Linked DNA regions of Sus scrofa: all the other regions are linked to region 1. Evidence: chromatin contacts called from public HiChIP or PLAC-seq data. All regions are on one chromosome and are shown on one strand. Each heading gives the region's core, a stretch centred on a gene start, on an enhancer-like site or on the middle of the called end of the contact. The rest is flanking DNA. Distances are from core to core; before and after follow the strand shown.

Evidence for each region. HiChIP or PLAC-seq counts read pairs in DNA pulled down with a chosen protein or histone mark.
Region 2: an H3K27ac HiChIP or PLAC-seq map of skeletal muscle shows a contact between it and region 1, with 6 times the contacts expected there. The contact joins two enhancer-like sites. A contact is called at or near these places in 1 of 47 Hi-C or Micro-C datasets (embryonic fibroblasts) and 1 of 2 datasets of contacts at active chromatin or transcription factors (skeletal muscle).
Region 3: a contact with region 1 is called in an H3K27ac HiChIP or PLAC-seq map of skeletal muscle, with 5 times the contacts expected there. The contact joins two enhancer-like sites. A contact is called at or near these places in 7 of 47 Hi-C or Micro-C datasets (embryonic fibroblasts, epiblast stem cells, fetal heart ventricle and 3 more) and 1 of 2 datasets of contacts at active chromatin or transcription factors (skeletal muscle).

The regions. Positions count from the first base shown.
Region 1 is chr4:101,900,566-101,904,912 of Sscrofa11.1, forward strand. No RefSeq gene overlaps it. Among named protein-coding and RNA genes, the nearest start is that of TBX15, 16 kb to the right of the region's middle. Within about 2 kb of position 1,581, at least 11 of the 83 cell types and tissues checked have an H3K27ac peak or open chromatin away from gene starts, as enhancers often do. A contact at or near this core is called in skeletal muscle, where this site is marked.
Region 2 is chr4:102,456,235-102,460,548 of Sscrofa11.1, forward strand. LOC110260334 (a long non-coding RNA gene) reads left to right here. Exons shown (of 4, transcript XR_002343455.1): 2 at 1,463-1,579. Among named protein-coding and RNA genes, the nearest start is that of SPAG17, 140 kb to the right of the region's middle. Within about 2 kb of position 1,572, at least 5 of the 83 cell types and tissues checked have an H3K27ac peak or open chromatin away from gene starts, as enhancers often do. A contact at or near this core is called in skeletal muscle, where this site is marked.
Region 3 is chr4:102,565,727-102,569,792 of Sscrofa11.1, forward strand. The region is part of intron 3 of LOC110260334 (a long non-coding RNA gene); the gene reads left to right. Among named protein-coding and RNA genes, the nearest start is that of SPAG17, 29 kb to the right of the region's middle. Within about 2 kb of position 1,290, at least 6 of the 83 cell types and tissues checked have an H3K27ac peak or open chromatin away from gene starts, as enhancers often do. A contact at or near this core is called in skeletal muscle, where this site is marked.

The DNA of each region.
Region 1 (4,347 bases), core at 331-2,830:
GAGGTCGCGAAGTCACAACAGTTCTCTTTTGGTTCCTGGAAGCTGAGTCGGCAGAAAGAGGCCGCAGACACTGGGTCCTGGGATGCTAACGACCTCAGCGGGATGGCGAGGACGGGGGACCTGGGATTCCTCGGAATCAGGGTCGGGGCATTTCCCGAGACCTCTCACCCCACCCCTGAGCCCCGCACACGCTCCTCTGCCCAACCCAGCCAGCCCCTCCGGTTCCGAGACCCCCGGTCCCGCCCACGACCGCTCGGGGACTTGTTCGTAACAGGAGGAGCAGGGCGTGGACACTGCGCCGCGCCCGCCGACCCCAATCGTCGAAAAGCCAGCCCCGGCCCCCAGGCTGCCCTGAAGTCTGGCTGCGTCCACAAAAGTCAGAAGTTCTCGTTCACAAGCGAGTGCGCCCCTCGGTTCGCTCCGGAGGCGTTTCCCTGCCGGAACCCAGGCCTCCTCAGAAGGCCCCCGGGACGCAGAGACAGCCCAGGCCGCCCGCCTCCGGCCAGGGGGCCGCGGGCGGCGGGCCGAGATCCGGGGTCACCGGCCGCACCCTTCGCAGCTGGGGCACGAGACTGTCTGAAACCTTCGTGCCGTGTGCAACGCAAGGCGGTTAATGTCTTAGCATTAAGAGGCCCTAAGGCCTTTCTGTGCCAGAGGATCAACCCCAGGAAAGGGAAGCCGAGGACGGCCTCCCGCGGGCCGTGGGCGGGCACACTAAGTCTGGGGGGTCGTTGCTCTGCGTGCAGGGGCTGGGGCGGCCCGAGAGCCGGCGGAGTGCTCGTGCAGTCGGCCGGGCGAGCCGCGAAAGTGTAAAGTAAAAGCCCAGAACACCGAGGCCGAAACAAAACCAGACCTCGCTCCACAAAACCGAGGCGGGGATTCGGGGTTTATGAGCGAGGACTTCCTTGAGGCTTTACGTCCTCGCTCTACGGCCCACTGTGCAGAAGAAGGGGGCAGCCTCCGCGGGCAGGAGGAGGGGACCTTTCCCGGGGAGAAAATGTCAGGCCGAGAACTCTGAGCAAATGGGCTCCTTGAGCCCTTGACCTCGGCCTTCACCACGAGTCTGCTCCGGAGGCCTCCCTCGGGCCCAGGCCCGACTCCAGGCCACGCGGCGTCAACTGGCCGATCGGAGTCCCTGGGCTCGGCCCGCCGGCTCTACGGAATTCACAGCGGGGACCCACTTCTCCGGAAGTTGTACCCTTCGGGGCAGGACCTTGCTGGGAAAAGAAAAAGAGGCTGGGGCTTTTCAAAATCTGGAAAAAAAGAAAAAGATGTTCAAACGGCTTTTTTTTTTTTTTCCCTGAAAACGGAGAAGAGGGCAATCCCTGGGTTACGGTGGATGAGGCGCTCCAGCCCCTCTCCATCTCTAGCCCCTAGAAATAAGGCGGAGGGGGGCTGCTTTTTGCCCCCTCGCGGGCTGCCGTAACGCCCTTGCGACCCGCTCACGTTGCGGGGGGCGGGGGTGTACGCGGTGGGGCGGGGCGGGGTAGGGGCGCTCGGAAACCTCGCGAGGGGTCACAGGGCGCCCGAATCCAAGGCTGCTTCAAGTCCGTGCGCATGTGAAATCCCGGGGAGCGTCAGGTACAAGTAGCCCGCGGGACCGAGAGGCGGAGTGGGACGCAGAGCTGGGCTTCCTAGAGGACTGGCCTAGGATTCTGGCCTGGAGCTCGGCTCCGCCTCTCCCCTCTCCCCCCTTTCCCCCTTTTCCCCCGAGCCCCGCAGGGCGGCTTCCCCGCCTGCAACAAAGGAGGCGCAGCAGGCTGGTCTGTGTCTGAATCGCAGACACGCCAGTGTCGAATACGCCTCCACTTTGCCCCGCGAAGGGGAGAAAGCGCAGAGCTGTGAAGGGTGCGTTGAGCACCGCCCGTTTCCTGCGCCGAGCGGTCAGGGCTGGACTCGTCCCGCCTGGCTCCCGCGCCGGTGGGCGGCCCGGGCCCGCAGGCAGCCCCGCTGCCTCTCCCACCCGTCCGCACCACTGCCACTGCCCCCGGTACAGGGAGGGAAGCTCGCGGCCGGGGCTCATTCTGGGTGGTAGCTGCCCAGCTCCGTCTTTTAACGATCCGACGTCGCAGGGGCGTGAGCGTGCGTCACCTGTACAGGTGCAGTGGAAATGATTGTGCGCGTTTAATTCCGAGGCTACATTTCCAAAATCGAGATGGTACGATAAGAGCGATGTTCAGAAATGGAAAAGCCGTTTACTTCACTTGTTTAGGGTGAAAGTGAAAATGTTTTCAGCTTGCTGGGGCTGGATGATTTTCTCCGTTGTCTCCTTCACTAGACATAGCCAAGGTGAATGGACGTTTAGAGAGGTCGTGTGCGGTTTACACTGTACTCTGAATCTGTAAAAGGAAGAGGCTTCGGTTCGCAGTACCTACTCACTGCCTTCGCGTTAGGAGAATTATACCCGCCTCGGCCGTTGGTGCAGCGTGTGCTGTGCTCGAACACAACAGCATCTGGACGAGTTTTGGCGTTCAGTTCCCACCCCCGCCTTTGCCCCAGTCCCTCCAGCAGCATTATTTTCTACTGTATCTTGTGGTCAGCTTGTCTATTTCGGGTCATCTTATCTTCCTCTCCACCCACTTTGTCACACTCTCCCCCGAACTGGACCAAAAAAAGAGACACCTGTAGACAGAATCCCTATACTGGTATCGGTCTGCTTGGCTTGGGTCATCATAGAATTCAAAGTCACAGCCCAGGAATATGCTTGTTTATGCAAGGCTGTATATGTACACGCAAGGCTGCTGAGCCTGATTCACCAGCTCGGGTAGGTCTCAGAGGGTCTCAGCATTGATACTAGGGCGTGTAAATCTGATTTTCACCGACTATGCCATGAAGCCACAGACTACTGGCTCATTTGTTGCTACACTTCCAGGTTAGTGTTTGCTGGGCTGGTCACGCATTGATTAAGTAGATAAGTTGAAAAGGGCTTATGAAAATTGCTGTTAAAAAGCTAAGTGATATTTTCAGCCTACTTGTAGAGTTTCAGAATTGGGGAAATAAGGAAAACTGAAGACACCCTTCCCCCATTCTGCTTTTTTTGTAGGTATGACTACAGGCTGTGTAAAGGAATTTGTATAGTAATGTGTATTCGTGTGTCCATGTTTGGGGGCATGAGGGCATGCTAGTGAAGTATGCATCCGTGGAAAATGACCTAAATCAATCTTTCCTTCTTTCTAATATATGTATTGAAAAGAATCTCTATGGTTGCAGGGTTTGTAAATCCCAAGCTCCTTAGATCGCTCCTGGAAGGAGACCAGGCTTTAGGAATGGAAAGCATTATTTAAAAGGGCTCTAGCACACTCTGCTTTTCTGCATTTCCCCCAAAGGTAGTAGGACTGGAAGTTGGAGCCACCCCACTTCCACACCTGCACAGGAGGAAAAGTGTGAACTCCTAGGGTGCCAGCAGAATTATTACCACCTCTGGCATTGACCCAAAGTGTGTGTATCCTGAAGTCTGAGCCCCATCACTCTGATTGCTCAGAGTTGAAAGTCTCACAAACCTTCCATGAAACCAGATCGGAATTTGCTGAGTGAATTTGTACTTACACACATGCACACACATTTTTCTAAAGGAGAGTATAGTAAAATGCCCTGCACTTGGTAGATATTTCGTGAATTTTCTGTTGAGAGAATGAATGACTGTCTATGTATTTATTCTTTTCAAGTTAAGTTTAAAAAAAAACTAAATAAGCTTGTATATGTGCATATAATGTATATGTGACAAAGAATTGTGCGCCCAGAATATAGGGGAGGTGTTTTTTGCATCTCTTTTCCCTTCCAGCTCTCCTGAGCTGCCCCCTCCCCCATGTCCCTGAAGCGCAGGTCTCTGCAACCAGTTGGTAAATTGTATCCCCACCAAAGCCTGTCTGTCAGTCAGCCAGTAAAAGCAAATGCCTTACTTTGGTCGTGTCCTTACTTCCCTCACAGGTCACACTCGTGTTTCTGTGAAGGTCCTTCGGCTGATTTCGCTCTGCACGTTCCCACATCCCTCCCTGCCCTCTCTAGGTGCTCTAGTGCTTGAGTGTCACAGGCCTGCAGACAGACAGGTGGTCCCTGTTAACCCACCTGGCCGCAGTCAGCACTTTCGGAGACTGGCTGAAGTTCTCAGGAAAGCGTGGGGGTCTTCATTTGGGAGAGGGTTGTCAGTTGCAGGAAGGGTAGAAAAAAGCCAGTGTTTCCAGTCTGGCTGAGGCTAGTCTAATGTGCTAGGTTTGTTTTTCCCGAAACATGCAGTTAATCACAATGGTGTGTGACTTCAGATATCACAAGCCTGGTGCCTCAGAGAAAACAGCCTGGTGGGTTGCAGTCTTGCCCTCAGGAGTTGTCATCCCTCTGAGGGAACTGGAG
Region 2 (4,314 bases), core at 322-2,821, 560 kb after region 1:
TTTTCCCACCTCCCCAGCTACCTCTCCCAAAAGCCACAGTTCCCATCCAGCAGCTCTCTTGTGCAATCACACCTTCTTCTTACCATTCTAGTAGCTTCTCTCTCCTTTTGTGTCTTCAGATCTAAGGATGTGACATTCTGGTCTCCTGCTAATTCTCCAGTGATATACCAGCCCTTGTTTATTTCCCTTAACTTAAAAAAAAAAATTCGATTAAGTTTCCTCAATTGTCCTATTAAGTATAACATTTACTTTTCTCAGGACTGTTACTGATAAACACATTATAGCTGTATGATTTTATATCTGCATGACATTTTTCAATTAGATTAGAACTCCTTAAAAGGCAGGAATTCTAATATATTTCTTAAAATTTTTATTATAGTTGATTTACAATGTTGTGGCAATTTATGCTGTATAGCAAAGTGACCCAGTTGTACACACACACACACACACACACATATATATATATACATTCTTTTTCTTATATTATCTTCCATCATGTTCTATCACAGATTAGATATAGCTCCTGGTGCCATGCAGTAGGACTTCATTGGGAATTCTAATTCTTAAAATTCTCTTTTGTGCTTTTCCTCTATTGTGAAACATAATACTCTGATTATAAGGATAAGCATGTAATGCTTTCTGAAATTCTTCAGTTAATCATTGGACTGCTATGTACTAGACACTGTTTTAAGCATTGTGAATGCCATGATAAACAAAATGGAATAGTTCTTGTGCTTATGGAGTCAGTACTCTCCTGACTCTTAACAATTTCCCTACTGTAGGTTGCAATTCTTAATAAACAAAGTGTGTTCTAATTATTGACTATCCTGGTCACATCCTTTTCAAGCAAATCTCTCCTACCCACATCCCAGATGGCTATGATAAGGCAGAGCCATATTTAAGCTGAAATTTGAGAATCCAGAAGTGTGAGTACGCAGTGGAAATACACTGAGATATCAGAGTATGGAAAGAAATAGGCTTAGAAAGAGATAGGGATGCCGTGATGAATTGAGAGACCATTTTGCCTTAGTACTGATTGGATTGCCCATGATGTCTTACTCTGCTAAAATTCGTCTTCTTAGCTTCTCAGGAACTCTTTGTTAAAGTTTTATGACAAAGCTTCCTTTGCTTGGAAGAGTTTGAACAGCTCCTGGTTCTTTAAAGCCAAATGAATCTGAAGAAACATTGTCCCATGGAAAGGAGGAAAAGAGAGGTAAAAGTGCTCTGTAGACTTCCAGTTTGTGTTGCTGCTGCAGTTGTCAACACCAAAGCCCATGGGGGAACAAGCTGAACCAGTGGGTGGACCACGTTGCTTTCTTCCTGTATCCAATAAAGACTGCACTGCTTCTCAAGCTGGGCTTTTAGGCAATCCTGCTTCATGAATCATAGCCCTGCAGCTTGTTTTACTTTGCCTGACCCTCATACTCCACACCCCCTCTCATTGGTAATTTTGTTTTTCTAGATGTTGAGAAACTGCCAGATGGATCCCTTGCTTCACTTGATCCTTGGATCATTCGTACACCTGCCACTCCTGCTGGTACTTGCCACTGGCATTCCGCTGTCTAAGAGGACTGCCAAGGTACATTTGTCATAGCATGGCTCATTATCACACAAACTAAAGGCAGGGCCATGTCCTAAAACATAAGTATTGAAATTGCCTTTAAGAATCCTGTTAAGCTAAAAAACATTTATGGAATCTGTCTGTAAAATCTCATTATTTAAAAAAAAATTCTATAATCTACTGGTTGCCTTTTATCCACAATGCTCCAGTCTCATTGCTAAGAAGTCATTTTTGTAGCCTCTGTCTGGTTTCATTTTCTGGGACCAACCTTGTCAAGGGTAGGGAGAGCATAAGCGAGCTCAAGAAATTCAGCCCTATGTGAATCTTGTGTTTCCTGTTCTGAACTTACTGTTTAGTTCTAGCACCTAGACTCCTGCTTTGCTCTGAGACCCAGTACCCCACCTTGTGCCTTAGGGGTGGGTAGTTAAGCACAAGAGTCATTTCTGGTTTTGCTGCCAGGTGCCTTTGCGGGTGTTTGAGAGACCCCTTATAATCCTTTTAAATTTTTTACAGAGCTTTTGCACCCTTTGTCTCACCTAACTCTCAGAATAGTCTCATTGAAATCAACTGTTTAACATTTAAAATCCATTTTAATGGAGCCAGGACTGGAATAAAGCTCTCATAACTCCAAAATCAATGTTTTACATATTTGAACAGAAAAGGAACCTGGTAGTAGAATCCTCCAAGTATAATAGAAAAGGGCAGGGTATTCCTGAGCCAGGTTCCTTAACAGGCGTTATACAGACCAAAGGGAGGTTTGTAGGTAGGCACACAGGAAATGAAGACTGCAGTGGTCCCCTGGGCCTGCTTGGTTCAGAAACTGTCTGATTCCCTCCTTCAGCTATTTAAGATTCTAATACATCTTTCACAGTAGTCAGTGCAGGGTAAGATCTATAGTACAACCCCAGTGGCTCCTCTGAGACAGTATATATTATGGTTCATGAAGCAATTAAAAAAAAGCAAAGCATTCCTCCTGCGCAGGCAGACTCCTGATAGGGAAACCCATGCCTGAGAACAGCAGCAGAGTTCTCTTTCAACTATGTGCAGCGGCAACCTAAAAGGCAGGTGAGAAAAGCAGCTGCCTTTGTGGTTTGATCGGAAGAGTCCTCGAATGGCCCTCTAGTCCCAAGCCTAAAAGTCTCCACATCCTTTGTCTCAGAACTCCCACTCCTTGTCATTCTTTTGGGTTAAGCATTAAGGAACTTTGTTATAATACTAATGTGTCATTTGAGTAAACCATTATTTGCTTTGAGCTACCAGATTGGATTAATGCCTGATGCATGATGAAGATCTGATTCATCACAGTGAATCAGTGGGTCACTTAGCTCTAAGACCTGGACCCCCGGGCACCTAGAAGTTGAAGAAGGGATGGAGTGGGTACTGCAGGGGGGCCATGCTGGGAAGCCAGGGCCCCGGCATAGACAGGGGGTGCCCAAGAGTGCTGGAAGAACGAGCTGGAGATGCACCATGAGGGAGTACTGACACCGAGAACTGCCTTTACCATTGTCGTGAGGCACCAAGACATAGCTCACGGACCCGTGGAGAGCTAGACTGTTCCATGCTTAGAAAAACTAATTTAGAAAATGTGTATTCTCAGCAGCATAACAGTTCCATCTGTGAGTGAAACAGAGCGCTTTCCTTGGGAGCAGCAGCAAGGTTTAGCAATGGCCCAAGGCCCAGACCACTGGGCAGAGGCCCTTTCTGTTGGGAGAAAGAGTCACACTCCCCTGTTATTTTGCGACAGCCTCAGGACCCACAGGCTGCCTGAAATGTGCAAACTGCATAATTCAGCATGAAAGTTGCCAACAATTTTTGGCTTCAGATTTTTAACTGGTTTTCATTTAGCAACAAATTCAATTTTTTTCCCGGGACACTTTGTGTTTTGATGAAGAAAAATTAGGTGACCTTTACTCAACTTGGCAAAAGAGAGGGTGAGCAACAGTGATCCAGAATAGTAATTACAGGGCTTACTAGTCCCATTAAAAATCCCAGAGCAGCCGTCGGCAGTTCCTGCTCACGTGGTTTGAAAAAGAGGAATGTTCTGTCCTTAAGAAATGACTGTCCATACTCATCAAGTCATGAAACTATGCAACCATTAGTGAATTTAGAGACAAAGCTTCTGATGTGAACAAAGGGAGTAGCATTACCCACTGACTGACTTGAACCTGAAAGCTGGGGTTTCATCCCCATTGCTGTGCTACAGGGCTTCCAGCACCATCTCTCACAGAAGATGTAATTATCAGGTAGAAGTGCCACGGCTGTAATCAAGTATGTGAATAAACTGTAAATTGACTCAACACGTCTCATCATATCCATGACAAACCCGGAACCTTCTGAGGACAGGTAGGGCTACTCAAACCTCCCACCCATCACACTTCCGACAGAAATGGTGTCCCAGCCTTATGAGACAGTGGCCTCCCAGCCACACTTAGGGGTTTAGGAGGTTGTTCACTGCCCTTACAGAAGGTTCCACTGGACAACAGCATTTTCACAGGCTGAAAACATGGCTGCCCTCCTCTTGCCATGGATCTTCCAGCCCAAGGAAGTGACCAAGACAGGGGGCCCCCAGGTCTTTGGTGTGAGCCCGATCTGGAGCCAGAAGGAAACATTCAGCCGTCTTTCAGCATTTGTTCCTCAAGACTCCAATGAGGACATGGCCTGCCACCCTCTGCGTTTGATTCACCAGATGCACAACGGCTGTAAAGGCTGGTTCTCAGCTCAAGTGAGAACGTGGGGCCACCACAAAGGACGGC
Region 3 (4,066 bases), core at 40-2,539, 660 kb after region 1:
CTCTGTGGATTCGATACCCGAAGGTACAAAGAGCAGATGTGTATCTGAATTACCTCTAAGATGATTTCCATAGCATCATTGTTTATGTGCATTGAACTCTTACTATGTGACCCATGCTGTACACCTTGCAGACATCCCATTGAGTCCTCATGCTCCCCCCAGGAGTCAGTCACCACTCTAATGTCCATCTTACAGCTGAGGACACTGAGGCTCCATGAGGTAACATATATGGCAAATGACAGAACCAGGAATCAAGCTTAGAACTGCTTAGCTCTTTCCTAACATCTGTGCTATCCCATGTCAGTATCAAATAGAATGACTGCATCAATAATCAGATATATATTAATAGACACAATCAGAAAATAAATGCTTTGCCCCACTTCCATGTAGGAACTTGCTTTAGATTAATTTGTAGAAAAGAAGGAGCCCCAGATCGGAGCTGGGACAGGTTCCCCCAGGTCCCACTTTCTTAAACTGGGACGCATATACTTTTGGGGATGAAATAGTGCATCTTCCTGGAGAATTCATTTTTCCTCAGTGATAAGTAATTTAAAATAATTTTTTATCAAAGCAAACACGGGTATGTTATAGAATGAATCAAAAAAGTTCCCTTGAAGTTTAAATGAGCAGATTTCCTCTTTCTGGGTGAATTGGCCCAAGTCTGGGCATCAGGCATGTCGTCCCTTCTGCATCCAGGGTGTGTAGACCCACAGCCGAGCAGGGGAGCCCTGGCAGAGTCTGGAGCAGATTATGGGGGGGGGGGTGCATTTCATTCTGGTGACAGTTTGGAAGATGGACGTGAAAGAAGCAAGACCAGAGGCAGAGAAAAGGTTAGAAAGCCTGACAATGAGGGCAAAACACAGGTAAAGGATAAGAAGCAACGCTCAGCTGTTTCTCACACACACACACACACACACACACACACACACACACGCACATGCACACACACACACCCACACAGAGCCTGCAAAATGAAGATGTAAACGACTTAAAGGGCATATGTCCAAATCTCTCCTTCCACGTCCCCTCCCCAGCCGCGCTCTCTTCACATTGAACGTTGGCCACATCTGTGTACACTTGGCCGGGTTTGCTCATTCAACCTGCCTTACCCAGCAGAGCCCCTCCAGCCACAACCCTGACTAAACATTTTCACACCCTGGGCAGTTTGCCATGGTCATTTGGTCACAGCCAATTATGTTTCTGGGCAAAAGTCCTGAGGAAGGCCGAGCGGTCTGCATAATGGTGCTCTCTATCGTCCGAGAGCGACACGTGTTTGGAGAAAGAGGGTTTCATGGTGGGAAGGAATGTTGAATTTTTTTTCTCCGTTTCAGCTGACGATTGTTGTTTCAGGATGTAGCGACTTCCATTGGTGAGAGAGATTTATTACTCACTTCCTGGAGAGGGCGATTTTCTCTCAAGTGTGAACATTTAGACGGGGGCATCCAAAAAAGTCACTAATTTTGTGCTTTTGCAATTTAGAGGAAAAGAGAAACTTAAATCTGCCCAATGTCCCTCCCCCCCCCCCCCCGCCTCAGGAATGAGCAGGGCCCTGCTCTCCAAAACCGCAAGGCAGAGAGGCCCCCGCGCTCCGTTTTTGCAAGGAGGGCACAGAGTCCCCAGTGGCAGCACAGTCTCTGTAACCACAAACTAACACAGAGTCTTCAGTGACTTCGGAAATCCACTGCAGCAGAGGCACAACACAACTGCTTATGTATCCTAGTCCCCCTCACATCCCAGGGAGGGCTTGGAGGATGTGCTCTTATTCTGTGATGGTTTTCCTGAAGGGGGGCAGGGAGGTCTCAGTACCCCCTAGGCCTTCTTTTTCTCACTCTAACCTCTCCTCCCTGGGGCATTTCCTCCATCCTGCTGCCCTCCTGGCCACTCATGGGCAAATGACTGACCCCTCCTCCTCACCCACACCCAGGGCTCTCTGTACAGCAGCCACCTAACCGCAGAGGCCAAACCCTGAAAGTCAAAGGCCGAGCGCATCGCCTTCCCTCTCAGTCTTGTTCCTTCCAGCGTGCTCCATATTTCAGCATCAACAGCCGGCACTGTTTTCTCAGACCAGAAACCTGGAGCATCCTCTGTCTCTCCCTCTCTCAACACACCACTTACTCAGTCAGTCAACAGTTCTAGATGGTTCCTACTCCTAAGCACCTCGAGAAGCTGCTGGGTTTACTTCTCTGCATCCCCACCTCCACCACCCAGTTGGTCTGTCTACCCCCAGTCTTCTCCTCTAATTCTCTATCACTGTAACCACACTGCTACCAAAGAGAATATTCTAAAAAGCAAGACTGGAGTTCCCGTTGTGGCTCAATGGAAATGAACCTGACTAGTATCCATGAGGATGCGAGTTTGATCCCTGGCCCCACTCAGTGGGTTAAGGATCTGGTGTTGCCTTAGGCTATGGTGTAGGTCTCAGACGCGGCTCTCAGATCCCGAGTTGCTGGAGCTGTGGCATAGGCTGGGATCTGCAGCTCCAATTCGACCGTTAGCCTGGGAACGTCCATATGCCACGGGTGCAGCCATCTGTGTGTGTGTGTGTGTGTGTGTGTGTGTGTGTGTGTGTGTATGACTGGAACACTTTGCTGTATAACAGAAATTGACAGAACATTGATTGTAAATCATCTATAATAGAAAAAACAAAAATCTTTAAAAACAAGTCTAATCCCTTTTTAAAAAAATTCCCTGATGGATAGCCATTAACCTAAGAAGAAAGTTCACATACCTTACCGTAGTCTACAAGACACTTCATGAGCCAGCCTGGTTACTTCTCATCTTTCACACCTGTAACTTTATTCCCAAATCCAGAGATACTAAGGCATCTGCAGCTTCCTCAGTGTTTGTCCCTTGCCCCTAAGCCTTTGCACATGCTGTTCCCTTTGCCTGGAACAGCTTTTATCATCTTCCTACATACTAAGCTCCAGCACACTGTCAGATTACATATTCAGTGCCCAGGATGAGGGTAAGTACACATGCATGACCCCGAGAGGGAACACCTGCTATAATTTTACACCATTGGTGCCCTTCTTGCCTCACCCCAGTTCCAGCCCTCCATATGCTTAATAGCACTTTCTTCCTGATCCTTAGAATCTTCTTTCCTCAAAATAGATGAGGTGCTCTCCCACTTCCCCCGTTTGCCTCCACTGTTCCTTTCTTCTGTAGCATTTATTCTGCTATATTGTAATTGTTCTTTGCTTATTTTTCTTCCCTGTTAAGCTGTAAGTTCTTTGAGGGCAGGAATGTTGAATGACTTTCCTTGTCATAGTGCTTGATATCTAGTAGGCAGTGACGGTGTTTTGCATAAATGAATCTACTTTCAGCCCTGTGTGTCTCTGATATGACACCATACCTACAGAATCAAAGCAAATTTGACTTGAAGCGGCCCCTCATCATCAGGTCAGGCCCCTCGCTTTACAATGAAGAATTACGTCAGGCAAGTCAGGGAAAGACTGTTTCTCAGAATGACATAAGCCGGAAAAGTATTTAGTATTTATTTTTTAGCAGATAGGAGTTTCCAGTGCAATGAAGCATAGACTATGCACCAATGGTATTTAATATTCAAGCCAAATAGTGTGATATGGTGATCAAAATGATTTTATGACTCCTCATAAAATAAATCGAGTTTTCATATTTTTCTGAAGTCAGTATGTTAGCCTCCCCACTCCAAACCACCTACATTTCACAGTTGAATGACCAGGAAAATGCCAGAAAGAGTAAGTAGAAATGCAACTAGAAGAAGAGTGTTTGCTAATTGGTAATACTATGTAGCTTAGTAAGCAAGACCTTTTCCTTAACTTCTGGAGAGGGGGACAAATGGCATTGCCAGTCTCTTGAACACTTCTCCTCTATAACGTTCTTAGAATCATGAATATTGAAAAGAGCGGGGATTGTCATGAGTGTGTAGTCAAGGCAAGGAGTTTCTTTAGGTGGTACTTGTTTTTGTACGTGAAATTATAGGTAACACATTAAGGAATTAAAGCCTTCATACCTGAAGCCCTCAAGCATTTAAATTAAATATCATTCACTGAAATGATAATTCATTAGGCTTTGAAATTTAATATCA